Linked DNA regions of Sus scrofa: region 1 is linked to region 2. A link is a contact called in public HiChIP or PLAC-seq data. All regions are on one chromosome and are shown on one strand. The core of a region is the stretch at or near the end of the contact, and the rest is flanking DNA. Distances in the headings are between cores, read along the strand shown.

Region 1 (6,892 bases), core at 1,259-3,758, 190 kb before region 2:
TGCCCTGCCTGTGTGTCTGCTGTGCGGAGCCCAGTCACTGCCTGTTCCCCTCATTATGTCACTGTCCCGAGTTCCCAGCCTCCCCCCCCACTTCAGTAATGGACGTGGTTAGATGGGGAGGCATCTCCGCATCGAGGGGGAAAGTCAAGGAGGGCGAGGTTTGGACACTGGGTGGGGGCCCTCAGTCTTCTGTTCGAAGCATCCCGCTGGCACGTCCCTCACAGTGACCCTTGATGACCTTACTCGGTTCCCTGCCCCCACCCCAGACGTGAGCCAGGGTGGGGTTCGCAATGACTCGTTGACTTGGTGAGCCTTTCCTCCCAGAAGCCTGGCCCCCCTCCCGTGCTGAGCTAGCAGCGGGTCGGCTGCCCTGGATGCCAGAGATGGCGCTGGGACAGGTAGGCAAGGCCCTCAGGGCCAGGCCGGGCTTCCTCCATCCCCACTTCTGCCTCAGCTTGTGACTGCCAGCCTCTGAGAGCCCGGCCGCTGCTCTACCCCCCATGTATATAGTCAGCCCTCCACACCCCAAAAAGGGAAACGTGCCCCCTCGGAAATGGTTCTTTCCCATCCCAGCTGGAAGTGATGCTGTCTGTCCTGCTGGAGCAGCTGAACATTCACATAGATGTCACCCCTCCCTCCCGGTCTGCACCCTGTCGCGTCGTAGTCGGATTTGTCTGTCTGTGCTTGGATTCACCAGAGTGACTATGGTAGTGAAAAGGGGAAAAAAAAAAAAAAAAAAAAAGGACGCATGTATCTTGAAATGCTTGTAAAGAGGTTTCTAACCCACCCTCAAGGGAGTTCTAGATGTCTCTCCCCCTCCAGCTGGGACTCGGATCCAGAAGGCCAGTGTGGCTCTGCCCTGCATCGAAAGACTTTTTGTCAGCCTCTGGGACCCAACAGTCCAGAGTCTGACGAGTAAGAACCCTCGGCTGCGAAGGCCCGAAGCACAGGACAAGGACGGACGCTCTGCTGCCTCCTCCCCACCCCCAGGGCTCCCCTTCATCAGGCAGAGGGCAGTTTGCAGCATGAAGATGCCTCTCTGATCACAGCCTGGAGGCCCCCAGCAGCCAGGAGAGGGTCTTAGAACTCCCCGTGTCACGAGTGCCACCTCAGCCTGGGGTCCCGCTCCAAGCTCTCCCTCAGGAAGGATGGCCAGGCCTCCTCACCCAGGGCCCTGCGGCCACAGCGGGGGTTGGGATGGACTGCCTGCCCTGGACTCATCTCAGTGGCCTGAGCTGCCTGAGCGAGGAAGGGTGATGAGTCCGGAGACACCGTTTCCAAAGCCTTGGCCAGAGCTCCTGCTGACCTTGCACCAGACTCATCTCCTCCCAGGGGGACGGGAAGCAGCCTCTGGCAGTTTAGAAATTCGCTGTTTAAAGAAAATCAGCAACCTCGGGCAGTTCTGCTGCTTCTGGTTCGGGTACAGTTAAAGGCAGCCCTATGGGGCTGGATGGTTCATTTGCAGCCATAACTCTCTATGCAAGGGATCATCTGGGCCCAGAATATCCCACAGGCTTTCCTCTGTCCTGAGTCCCAGCTGGTCTTGGAAGGGTTCTGAGGAAGCAGAAGGAAATGTAGTGCAAAGACTTGGTAGCTGTTAGCCATCCAGCCTCACTACTGCTGCCGATTCTGGCTGCATTTCTTCTTGCACCTCTTCCTGCGGCTTCTATGCCCTGCCTTGTGGTACCTTGTTTCCGGGACCTTCCTCAGAGGGCTGGTGGATGGGCTGCTGGTCATCAGTCTAAACATCAGGGTTTAGGGTGATCAGTTCGAAGCTGGCAGGGAGTTGGCAAAGGGATGCTGGCTTGTAACCTTAAATAATGAGGACAATCCCCCAGGGCCAGGCACTCCCCACCCCCATTTCCTCCAGTGTCCCTTGGGTGGGGTACATAGGATATGCTGTACGCCTGGTTCCTTCAAGCTCTCCACATACTTTATCAATAGTTCCATTTAAATTGACTTCAGTGGTGAGACTGTATCCTGTTTGCTTGTTGTGCTCTGGGGGGAGGGGGGTGGAACCTGTAAGATAGTTACCGCTGGGCACAGGGGAGTGCAGCAGTTCAAGGCCTAGTAACCCTTTGCTTCATGATTTCATGCTAGGGGTCCTTGGGATTTCGCCTTTTCGCTGATAGGTGCCATACGCTGCCAGCTAGTTCCCGTCTCCCTGCCGGCCAGGTGCAGGCAGTGAGGCTGGTGGAGGAATCTGGAGATTCGGTCGCTCTGGCCTGCTGCCCTTTCTTTGGCAGAGTCCCAAGCACTCAACCGTGCCTCCCAAAGATGCCGGCATCCGGTCCTGAGCTATTGGCCTCTCCATGTCACCTTTCTCACCAGCTCTGGACAGCAGCCTGTCCTTCTTGTAGCTGCTGAGATCTCTTCCCCCTTTTATCTTTGTTCCCTAAGGAAAGCAGAGGTGGGGATGAGGGCAGAGAGGGGAGGACATCAGCTTGTCCCATCTACAGCTCTGTGGCTCCAAGAGACTTCTGCTTTCTCTTTAGCTTTGAAAAGGGTTATTACCCTGGGCACGGACTGAGTCTCACCTCCCAACGGACTTAGCCCTGTGAATTTGCAGTGTTGGGCAGGACAATTTCTGGCACTTGCAAGTCCCATGATTTCTTTGGTAATACTGAGGGTGGGGGGAGGGACATGAAACCATCTTAGCTTAGCTTCCTGTCTGTGAATGTCCATATGGTGTGCTGTGTGTTTTAACAAATGATTTACACTTACTGTTACTGTAAAAGTGAATTTGGAAATAAAGTTATTACTCTGATTAAATAAGATCTCTGTGCATGGATTCAAAGGATCAGAAAATGCTATAGGATGTATGATTTGCAAGTCCTCTCCCAGCCTTCTTGGAAATCATAATATTGTTAAAACCTGGACACGGGGACTTACCAGCTGGCTCCGGGGACCTGAAAGTGAAAGGGCTCTCAGACTTGTTCATTTTCAGTTGAGTCTCCCATTCTGCTGCTGGCAAACCACCCTGGTCAGACTCAAACGGCAATATTCTTGTGGCTGTGTTCACAAGGCTGCAGTCAGTCTGGAAAACCCAGACCCCTGTATTCAAACCCGAGAAGGCTGGTGTGGCTCTGTGAGATCTCTTTATCCCTGGAAATTAGCCTACAGGCCTGGGGCTCAAGCAGAACACGGCCAATCAGCTGAATGAATGGCTTAGATTACAGAGCTGCTTTCCTCTCTCCTTTGAGCCTTACTGCAGATTGCACAGTGTCTGCTAGATCAAGGCAGGGAAACCAGGTAGCCCCTGTGATGCTACAAATAAAAAAGCCATATTAATTATTGTTCCTTAGTAATTAGGTCAAGGTTGTAACACTGAGTCCTTTGATTTTTTATGAACAGTTTCAAAATGTTACTTTTCTCAGCTCTTCCTCATGTCCTTCAGGCACTGCAGGCAGAAATGAAAGTAGAACAGATCCTAACTGCAATTTCAGAAGCAGCAACAGGGCAGCCAAACAGAAATGTTACCTCACAACTCATAGCTTTCATGGCCAGGATGGGCAGCCTCACTGGCTGCTTCACTTCCACTGCCATGAAAAGGAAAAAAGGAAGTAAAGAGAGAACCAGACCTGCTCACTTACTCATCTTGTGCAAAGAAAATCAAGCACTTAGCCTCCGCAGGAGAAAGATGCTGAGAACCAGCTCAGGCTCCATGCAAAATATATACATCCTCATTGACCTCAACCCCAGAAGAGGTCAATGGTGGAAAGTGAGATCTCCATTAAAGAACAATATAGAATAGATAAAAATGTTACAGTGCTAGCCTCACTAGAGCAAGTGAGATTAAGAGCAATGGATCAATTACTTTCATCCAACAAAAAGGAAAACAGATGATTTACAAAGACCCCCCCCTTCCTCCTGGCATCCCTTACCTAACCCCCAGCCCCCGCCACGAAAACCACATCCTCCCTCTGGTGACCACGAGAAGACCCTGCCAGATGCCCAGAAGAAAGAATGGAGACAGGCTCTGAGCAGGTGCCCAGAAGATAGAATGGACAGGTGCTAAGGTTCAGAGCAAGTCAGAGGACCTAGAGAACTGTTTCAGCAGGGCTGGCTCCTCAGCCACCCCCATTACATGTCCAGCGTCAAGAAAGGCCTGGTATACCACATTCTGTAACTTTTTTTTTATTATTTTTTTCAATTTTTCCTTACTTTTTTTTAAGCACTAGTCTGTGCTTTGCGAACAGAATCAAGACATTAACAAAGATCAGCTTCTCTGAAGAAAAGCATTTCTATAGAACAAAGACAGCTACATGTTCCGCTGCCAATACACAGCTCAAAGCAGGAAAAGAAAATATTTACAAAATACAAGGGTTTTTTTTTTCCATTTTTGTTTTTTTGTTTTTTTTTGGTTTTTTTTTTACAATGCTAAAAGGGTTATTCAGAATTTTCAACCTTATAAATAGAAGAAGCACTTTATGCATAGGGATATGGTGCATTATTGTTTTTTAAAGAAACAATGACAAACCTTTAACTTGCAAACAGAATCAAAAAAAAAAAAAAATCACTAATGTTGAAAATTGTGAAAAAACCCCGACCATTAAGCAGTTTGTCTACTATTTTTATACGATTACAAAATGGAAAAAAAAAAAAAAAAGTCCTTCTTGCCCCCCTTTTTGGTGATGTGATCATTCATGAGACAGGCACAAGGTTAACCTGGGGGGGTGGGGGGTGGGGAGTGATGGGAACCACAGTAGGACCAGACAGTGTTCCACAGGCAAAGGAGCTCGAAAGAAGAAGGGCCTGATTGACTCTGACAGGGAACTGGATGGGGAGGAAATACGACCAAATGACTCGGTCAGAGAAAACAGAATTGTACAGGGGAGACGGCTGCTCATGTCCCAGACCCCCAGCATCTGCAGAGGTGTGGGAAGAGAGGTTAAACAGTCCTAACCCTACCTCCAGAGACCAGATGGGGAAGGACTGGCGTGTATGGGTGGGTGTGCAGAGTGAGGGAGCAGACGAGAGGGCACCAAGGGGCAGGACTGAGAACCTGAGTGGCCGCAGCCAGGTTACTGCAGGTAAGGAGTCAAAACAGGGATGACCAAATGCAGAGGAAACCCAGTAGGTCTCCAAGATCTGGGTGACAAGGGGAAGCCATTCTGTCAGCTGAGACCTGGGTGAGAACAGTTGGCAGTTTGGGCCAAGAGGCTCTGGTAGGGGCGCTCCAGCGCCGACGACCAAGGGGACCCCGCCGGGAGGCCACAGCTGAGCCAAGCCACAGAGGGGAAGGGGAAGGGCCCAGAACACGCTGTTCTCTCCCAGCCTCACCCGAGGTGGCCGTGCTGAGCTGGCGGTTCCTTTCCCTCTGCCTACCTGGCTGTCCCACCCTGCCCACAGGTGCAAGGGAGAGGGGTGATCATCCAACACGGCCAAGTCCAGTGGTTCAACAGTGCAGAGGACGCCAGGACCCGGTCAGCAAGGTCTCATCCTGAACTTCTGTTTGCCAACTGGAGGAAGTGCTCAGGTGTGTGACGATAAAACATGGAAACCAAAACAAAAACAAAAATCAAAACAAGGGAAAAAAAAGTAGAATCTAAATTCCTTAAATTCACTAAAAACTGTGAAAATTTTCGGCATATGATGTTTGAATATCAAACGCAGAGATTTCTGAAGCTTTAATGCCAATAGTTTGTGAGTCTGTTTAGATGCTCGGATCCCACTCATCTGTGAGCTGGACGCTGAGCTGTGACTGTTGCCGCCAGATGCCGACTCTTGAGGGGAACGACGGGAGGCGAGGTGGGCGCCCCCTCTGTCTCCCGGCCAGTCTTGCTGCCTGAGGTGCGCCGAGTGCAGCGGGACGCCCGTTCCTGTGCATCCAGTTGGTCCTCACACTCTGCCTGGGGACTGTACGCCAGGGGGAAGGTTCGCCGCTCCCATGGCTGGACAGACTGTGGGCAGACAAGACGCTCTGGTGAGGACCCAGTCCCCGCCTGCCTCCTGCCCCAAGTCATGTGGACTGGGATCCACGGCCAGTCTCTCCAGAGTTCCTGGGCTGGTCGAGGAAGGATGTGCAGAGTGGGCACCCTTTAACAATGGGTGGATTTCATATACAACAGCCCCTTGTCCCCTTCAAAATGAGCGCGGGGTGGGGGGAGGGTGCCCATAAAATGAAGCTGCATCTTGAGCAGGTGCTGTCCCCCAATTCCACCTGCGCCCCACCAATCCCACAGAAAGGCGGGTGCCTTACCTGTTCATCCAGCCCCAGCTCCGGTGTGGAGCATCGGGTGTCTTCGCTGGCCAGGTGTCGTAGAGTGTCCCGAGCCACAGGAGTGAGGGGGGCCGAGTGCAGTTCCGGGCTAATGGGGCTCCTGGGGGACTGACCGTGAGAGAACTCCGACAAAGAGTGGCTACTGCTGACATCAGGGGAGGCAGGCTGGGGGGTGGAGGGATTGGCACTGCCCAGCTGGGGGGTGGTTCGACCGTCTGATGACCTGTAAGACCTGTACACCAAGAAATCTGAATTTGAGTGTCTGGGTAATATGAGTTTCTTATGTTTATTTTGGGGGGTTGGGGAGGAAGCATGAAAAAGCATCCCTGACCAGGATCTGGGGAGCTGAGGGAGACTGACTACAGTTCTTTCCTAGGAACCACAAATACCCTCACTTCTTCCCACCACTGAGCAGGGGGCAGGTACACCACATGACATCTAATAGTTGTGTACAGCTATCATCCTGTGAGAAAGCCAGGGCTCAACTGTGCTGGGGGCTGACCCCTGGCACACTGCCCAGGAGACTCACTGGGGAAGGGGAATTAGCCCCAACTTTGAAAACTGTAGGCAAAGAAAAACACAAGAACAAGAGCCTTAAAATCTTTCTGCTTGAGAATCTTGGGGCTTCTTGGTGTTAACAATAAAGGGAGACAGAGTGGAACAGTTCTT
Region 2 (6,977 bases), core at 2,764-5,263:
TACAAAGCTGCTCACACTAAACAAATTGAATCTTATAGTTCCAAAGGGTATGGCCAGGATTGGCGAATGGATGTGACTAACTCAAGCTCTTCCACTGATATCCTCCTAAAGATGAACTTCACAGGTTGGACAGAACAGTCCTCAGACCATTCAGTCATTCAACACACATTTACTAAGTGCCATCGCATTGCAAGCAGTGATGAAGAAAGACAGGACACAGCCCCTACTCTCAAAGAACTTGGAGGCTAGCTGGGTAGAGAAGCAAACTTGCAATCACTATACAATACAAGTGCTAGGGGTACACACAAAGACAACGCCCGGGTACCCAAGAAGCTCTCCGTGTCAGTTACTGCTGTTGCTATACTTCACCGTTATTAAAGAACTAGGAAGTACATTTCTAGAACAGGACAGGAGCCATTTTAAAGAGTGGCAACGGCTTGTGTGAGGCCCAGAGGCAAAGGAGCAATAAGGTGCACAGAAGGAACTGCAAGCAGTTCAGTGCCACTGAGTACAGAGAGCTCAGGAAGGAGCAGAGGCGATGATCTGGGCCAAAGGCCTGTGTGCTTGGCAAAAGCGTTTGAACTTTATCTTGAAAGCCAGGTAAGCCATGGGGAAGGAGACATATGGTCGTACAATGAGAACTGCATTACTCAAGGATCAACTTGGAAGACAAAAGACAGTCAAGAAGAATGATCTGAAAGTGACTGAAGGTCATACAGGCTAAGGGTGATGAAGTGTGAACTCAGAAGAGAGAAGTGCAGGTGAGCAAGGATCTCAAGAACATGGTGACCTGGAGTTCCCACCATGGCTCATGGAAACGAATCCAACTAGGAACCACGAGGTTGCAGGTTCAATCCCTGGCCTTGCTCAGTGGGTTGAGGATCCGGCGTTGCCGTGAGCTGTGGTGTAGGTGGCAGACAAGCTCGGATCCCGCACTGCTGTGGCTGTGGCGTAGGCCGGCACCTACAGCTCTGATTGGACCCCTAGCCTGGGAACCTCCATATGCCGTAGGTGCAGCCCTAGAAAAGGCCAAAAGATCCAAAAAAAAAAAAAAGGAACCCTGACTTGAGTGAGTGGGTGGGGGATGGGACCACTCACTAGGTCATAAAGATAGAAGAGGTTGGACTAGGGGAAGTAGATGATGGGGTCATTGTGAAATGAACATGGAACATCAAGTGGAATGTTGTACGGGACAGAGATCAGAAGAACATTGAGCGAGAAAAACACATTGCAACCATCAATAAATGGATGTGAGACTATATTGGAGTGAGACACAAAATGATGTCGCCCAGAACTGCATAGGCTAAGAGAAGAGAGGTCAGGTAATTAACAATGAAAGAAAAAAAGTTGCAAAGAAAACTGAGAAAACAGCGGAGATGACAGCAATGACAGAAAGGCAGCACTCACAACATTTGAACTTTACTGTTACCATTTGTACTTTTATGTTATGTGCTTTCATGTATTAATCATATCTCCCACACAGTCCTGTAAGGTAAGTGCATGATTATTATTTTTAATGTCTTTCTTTTATTTTTAACTGGCCACGGCAGGCGCAGCTTCTTGTGGGATCTCAGTTTCCAGACCATGGATTGAACCTGGGCTGCAATGGTGACAAGTAAGTCCTAATCAACAAACCACCAGAGAACTCTTTAAGTGCCATTATTTTAATATTCTACTATTTTCCCCATTCTTTAGATGAGGTAACTGAGGCACAGGGAGGGGCATACAGTAAGTGCATAGCTGAAAATACGAATCTAGGAGTCTCGCTCCAGAGTCTAGGTTCTGTATCACAACCTTTCAGTGCTTTGCAGAAATGAAGACAAGAGGCCAGGAGGGAACAGTCCACAGCATCAGAAACCACAAGGCGGCTCAGAGGATAAGGGCAGGGAAGGGATGACTCTGTTCAGGCACTTACACTGGAACACAGGTAGAAGCTAGAGAAATAATTCACGGACCAAAGGACCAGCGTGCAGTCCAGGGTTTGTGTTCTTAAAAGTGAAGGAGACTTGACTGTGTTTATAAGCCGAGGGCCAAGAGCCAATAGGAATGGAAGAGTGAAAATGGGTTGGGAAAAAGGACAAATGGCAGCCAGAGATCCCTACTAGTGGGGAGAAATAGCTCAGGAGACAAGAGGGGTGACCTAGTGTGAGAAGAAACAAAGACAGGGACAGGATTGGGCCCAGGAAGTCTCTTCCCTGACAGATTCTGTGCTCCATGACCTAAGAAGCAAAGTCATTGGGGGAAGGGTTTTCCTTTGTAAGCAAGGCAGCTGTGTAACTTCTGAAGAAAGCCTCCAACTCTAGGTAGTAAGATGCTTTCAGAATTATAATGTTAATTTATACTCTTTTTTTGGTCTTTTTTTCTTTTTGCCTTTTCTAGGGCCACTCCCTCGGCATATGGAGGTTCCCAGGCTAGGGGTCCAATCAGAACTGTAGGTGCCAGCCTATGCCAGAGCCACAGCAACTCGGGATCTGCAACCTACACCACAGCTCACGGCAACACTGGATCCTTAACTCACTGAGCAAGGCCAGGGACTGAACTCACAACCTCACGGTTCCTAGTCAGATTCGTTAACCACTGCGCCATGACGGGAACTCCAATTTATATTCTTTATTTAATTCTTTTACTCCTGTTTTCACTCTTATCTGGCTACCTCATTAAATTATGATCTAGGCTGCAAATATTTCACAAGATGATTTCTAAGCAAGAAAAGAAAAATCTAGCAAAAACTAACATCACTAGACTGTTCAGAATAAAAATAATTTTTTCCAAAGACTTATTTTTCAATTTCTTCAAGTACTTGAATATATTCTCTGAGCTTCCAGAATTTACTATGGCTACTCTCTTCGTCCTCTGGAGCAAACCAGCCAACAATGCCCAGAACTGCTCTCCTGCTCACGACCTGACTTCTCTCCCCAACTCCAGCCCCTAGCACTGGTGCTCTGCCTCAGCCTGGTCAGCACTCTCTCTGGCCTAACAGAATGGCCCTCCCTCCCACAGTCCAAACAGTTTCCCAGTACTATGAACTCCTTCACTTCAGGACAGGAAGAAAGCAGACGAACTTAGGAACTAGTCTCTGAGGACAAACTAGCAAGAAATTTTATAACACATATTATCTAGAGCAGTCCCAGACCCACTGTAAAAGTCTGATGAAAGCAATGAACTTTCCTCTCCATAAAATGCACACAGGCAAAAACTACATCATTACATCAGACTATCAAAACCAAACTATCCAACACCATTCTTCCATAGAAGGTTTTATCCAAGAAAAGTCTAACTATAATGGAATAATAAAAATCAAATAAATAAATAAATTGCTTGGGAAGAAAAGAAGGCAAAGACAATACAAAAAAAAAAAAAAGGAAAAGAAAAGAAAGAAAGAAAAGTCCCTCTAGCCATCATTAAAGATCTATTTACTCTTTCTGGCAAATAATTTATACACACTTAACTATACTGGTATCCTAATTTACCAAGAAAGAAGGCATTAAAATAGAGAGCTGCTGGAAACTAGAACAAGGCCAGTAATAGCCTGACCACTAAGGTAGGAATCAAGAAAGTAATAACAAAAAGACAAAAGGATATAAAGACGAGCCTGAGAACACGTAATACATGCAATCCCCAACCACACAGGTAATATTTTACAACGGCCAAGCCTCACTGCCTCTTGGCACAGTACATAAGTGATGGGCATAGTGAGGCTCTTCCGTAATTTTGGATATTATTAAAAGATAAATTTTTTTGTTCAGTGCTTCTTAAGGAGGCAGAGAAAGCAGGTAATAACTTTTAGAAAAATGTTTACCTAAATGACAACTTTTTAAAGTCTTACACTAGTTTCAGGAGAGGAAACCATGAAACGAAAGTGCATACAGGCCAGTGGAGAAAAGTAAGAATTAAAAACAAAACAGAAGGGTCGGGAAGCAGGCAGATCATCATGGGTCTCTGTGCCCACGTGGGAAAAGGTTGAACTTTACCTAAAGGCAAGTAGCGAGGGGAATGGAAGCAGAAGGCCAGCCAAGTAGTTAGGCCAGAGGCCGGACTTCCTCAAGGCCTGATATTTCTGGAATAACCCATACAGTCTAGCCCCTCAGAGAGTTTTAATGTTGGAGGGATAACCATGCCAGTTTTCTCAAATATGACATCTGACTGGAATATAAAACATCTCTTTATTCACAAGCAGAGGGGGTGTTAATTCCATATTACTGAGTATCCTTAGTTCCCAAACCCTAGAGACAGATACCTGGCCTAAAATTACATAGTAAGGAAATCCCAAAAGTTCCATCAGTTTCTACAAAGCATGAAGACATAGAGAACTGATGGTATATCTTGACCTTAACTTTTCCAGATAGAATTTACAGATAGCTCAATAAGAAAACATTACCTTCTTAAAGCTTTCATTTTTATGTAAATCTAAAGGTGCCAATAACAAAAATCTATGTATTAGAGACAATCAGTTTAACAATAAGGTCTTATACAGCACAGGGAACTACATTCAATATCTTGTAATAAACTATAAGAAAAAAATGTGAAAAAGTGATTCAGTGTATATCACTTTGCTGTACAATAGACACTAACATTGTAAATCAACATATTCAATTAAAAAATAAAAAATACTTTTTTTTTAGGATACACTCGCAGATATGGTGCATAGGGTGCACATGTGGTGTCGGAGGGGTCGATCAGAGCTACAACTGCCGGCCTATACCACAGCCAAGCATGCAGATCCAAACAGTCTTAACCTACACCAACTCAGGCAACACGATCCTTAACCACTAAGCCAAGGATTGCACCTGCATCGTCATGGATACTAGTCAGATTCATTTCTGCTGCACCATGAGAACTACCAAAATAAAAAATACTTAAAAAAGACAAATGTTGAGAAACTAAAGAAAAACCTATTCTTAAATATGCGACAATTGCCACAATTCATTCCATTAGCTGTGAAGTCTGCTACCCAGATATGAATCTGTGGGGCTGACAAGGCTAATGGATGTTGTTATGGGCTGAACTGTGGACTCCCAACCCCTAGTACCTCAGAATGTGACCTTAGTTGGAGAAAGTGTCTTTACAGAGGTAATCAGGCTAAAATGAGATCATCAGGATGGGCCCTGATCCAGTATGACTACTGTCCTTTTTATTTGTTTTTATTTATTTTGTTGTGGCTGCACCCATGGCATATGGGAGTTCCTGGGTCAAGAACTGAATCTGAGCCACAGCTGTAGCAATGCCAGATCCTCTAACCCATGTGCTGGGCTGGGAATCAAACCTGTGCCTCTGCAGGGATCAGAGTGCTGCATTCAGATTCTTAAGCCACTGTGGGCACTCCTATTGTCCTTCTGAAAAAGGAGAAATTAAAAAAAAAAAAAAAAAAAGTCATATACACAGGGGGAACTCTATGTTATGCTGCCACAAGCCAGGGACTAGCAGATACTAGAAGAATGGTTAGAGATCCTGCCCCATACCTTCAGATGAAGAATGCCCCTGCCCTCAGACTTTTAGCCTCCTGCACCGGGAGAAAATACATTTCTGTTGTTTAAGCCACTTAGTTTGTGGCACTTTGTTATGGCAGCCCTAGCAAACAGATGTCAGGAAGAAAATTAGCAGCTCGTGTTTACTGAGCCCATACCAAGTATTATTCTAAGCATTTCCCATCAACAAACTCATTTAGTCTTTAGAAAATCCACCCTAGGATCTAGGTACTAGAATTACACCCGTTTTACAGATGAGGACACCAAGTCTCTAAGGGGTCAAGAAATTTGCCCAGCATCAGCCGAGCCCTCACTATTATCACCAGCTATCAGGAACTGCTATCTGTAGTAATTATTTTAATACCAGTAGTAGTTCACTAAGCCAGACACCATGTCCTTTGCAGATATAATACCCACAACAATCCTATTATTGCTGTGGATATGTAAATGCTAATTTTATTTCCAGGACAAAGGAGGACTCTGGGAGTTCCAATTTTGGCGCAGCGGAAATGAATCCAAACTGACTAAGAACCATGAGGTTGCGAGTTCGATCCCTGTGCTTAAGGATCCCAGTGGGTTAAGGATCCGCGTTGCTGTGGCTCTGGCATAGGCCAGCAGCTGTAGCTCCGATTAGACCCCTAGCTTGGGAACCTCCATACGCTGGGGTGCGGCCCTAAAAAGACAAAAAGACAAAAAAACCCACAAAAAACAAAAAACAAAGGTGGACTCTGAATCTCAAAGAGATTTTCTTAAAATTTCTTAAAATTGACCCAAATCACACAACCAAAGATGTGACAGTGTATCTAATTGCCAACTTGAGGGAATAAACAATGAAAATCTTTTTTTACTAGCATTTTAAGAGCAAGTGAAATTTTTTAATGCCTGACCTTGCAATTCAATACTAGAAATATACATCTACAAACTCAAAATTCCTCAACATCCTAGGAGAATATGTGCCCTAGATTACATTATAGTGCCCTTTGTATGTGCATTCCTTCAAGCACTTCAGTTCGCTCCTGTGGCCCTTGAATTCTTACTCCAGACATAGAAGAAAAGAAGAAGACGAAGGTTTTTTTAATTTGTATTAATCTTTATTTGATACAAACACAGAGGTAAAAAAATAAAAAAATTCCTTCCACTCGTTCTTCTGCCATCCTAGACTTAACGATAATCAATGTCACCATTTTCTTGTTATTCTTCTACATTTTTGGTTTTTTTGTCTTTTCTTTAGGGCCACACATGCATATGGAGGTTACAGCTAGGGGCGAATCGAGCTGTAGCCGCTGGCACTACGCACAGCAGGCAACATGGATCCCGCCACTCTGCAACCACACAATGGCAACACCAATCCTAACCACGACAAGGCATGAATTAACCCATGTCTCATGATACATCTGATTCAATAACCATGAGCAAACGAAACTCCCACAATTTTTTTTTTTTAATGCATATCAAAAGCCATACTGGTGTCCGCATTGTTGGCCAGTGGTAACGAATCCACAGGAACCTGAG

The links. HiChIP or PLAC-seq counts read pairs in DNA pulled down with a chosen protein or histone mark.
Region 1: a contact with region 2 is called in an H3K27ac HiChIP or PLAC-seq map of alveolar macrophages. The contact joins two enhancer-like sites. A contact is called at or near these places in 2 of 5 promoter capture datasets (fetal liver and liver), 19 of 47 Hi-C or Micro-C datasets (alveolar macrophages, blood, embryonic fibroblasts and 8 more) and 2 of 2 datasets of contacts at active chromatin or transcription factors (alveolar macrophages and skeletal muscle).

Annotation. Positions count from the first base shown.
Region 1 is chr12:17,094,142-17,101,033 of Sscrofa11.1, reverse strand. MAPT (microtubule-associated protein tau) reads left to right here. Exons shown (of 11, transcript XM_021066819.1): 11 at 1-2,775. It overlaps KANSL1 (KAT8 regulatory NSL complex subunit 1), which reads right to left. Exons shown (of 15, transcript XM_013989925.2): 14 at 6,203-6,455; 15 at 4,122-5,903. The coding sequence ends at 5,676. Among named protein-coding and RNA genes, the nearest start is that of MAPT, 110 kb to the left of the region's middle. Within about 2 kb of position 2,508, at least 12 of the 83 cell types and tissues checked have an H3K27ac peak or open chromatin away from gene starts, as enhancers often do. A contact at or near this core is called in alveolar macrophages, liver and subcutaneous adipose tissue, where this site is marked.
Region 2 is chr12:16,906,292-16,913,268 of Sscrofa11.1, reverse strand. All of the region lies in intron 2 of KANSL1 (KAT8 regulatory NSL complex subunit 1), which reads right to left. Among named protein-coding and RNA genes, the nearest start is that of KANSL1, 8.2 kb to the right of the region's middle. Within about 2 kb of position 4,013, at least 8 of the 83 cell types and tissues checked have an H3K27ac peak or open chromatin away from gene starts, as enhancers often do. A contact at or near this core is called in alveolar macrophages, liver and subcutaneous adipose tissue, where this site is marked.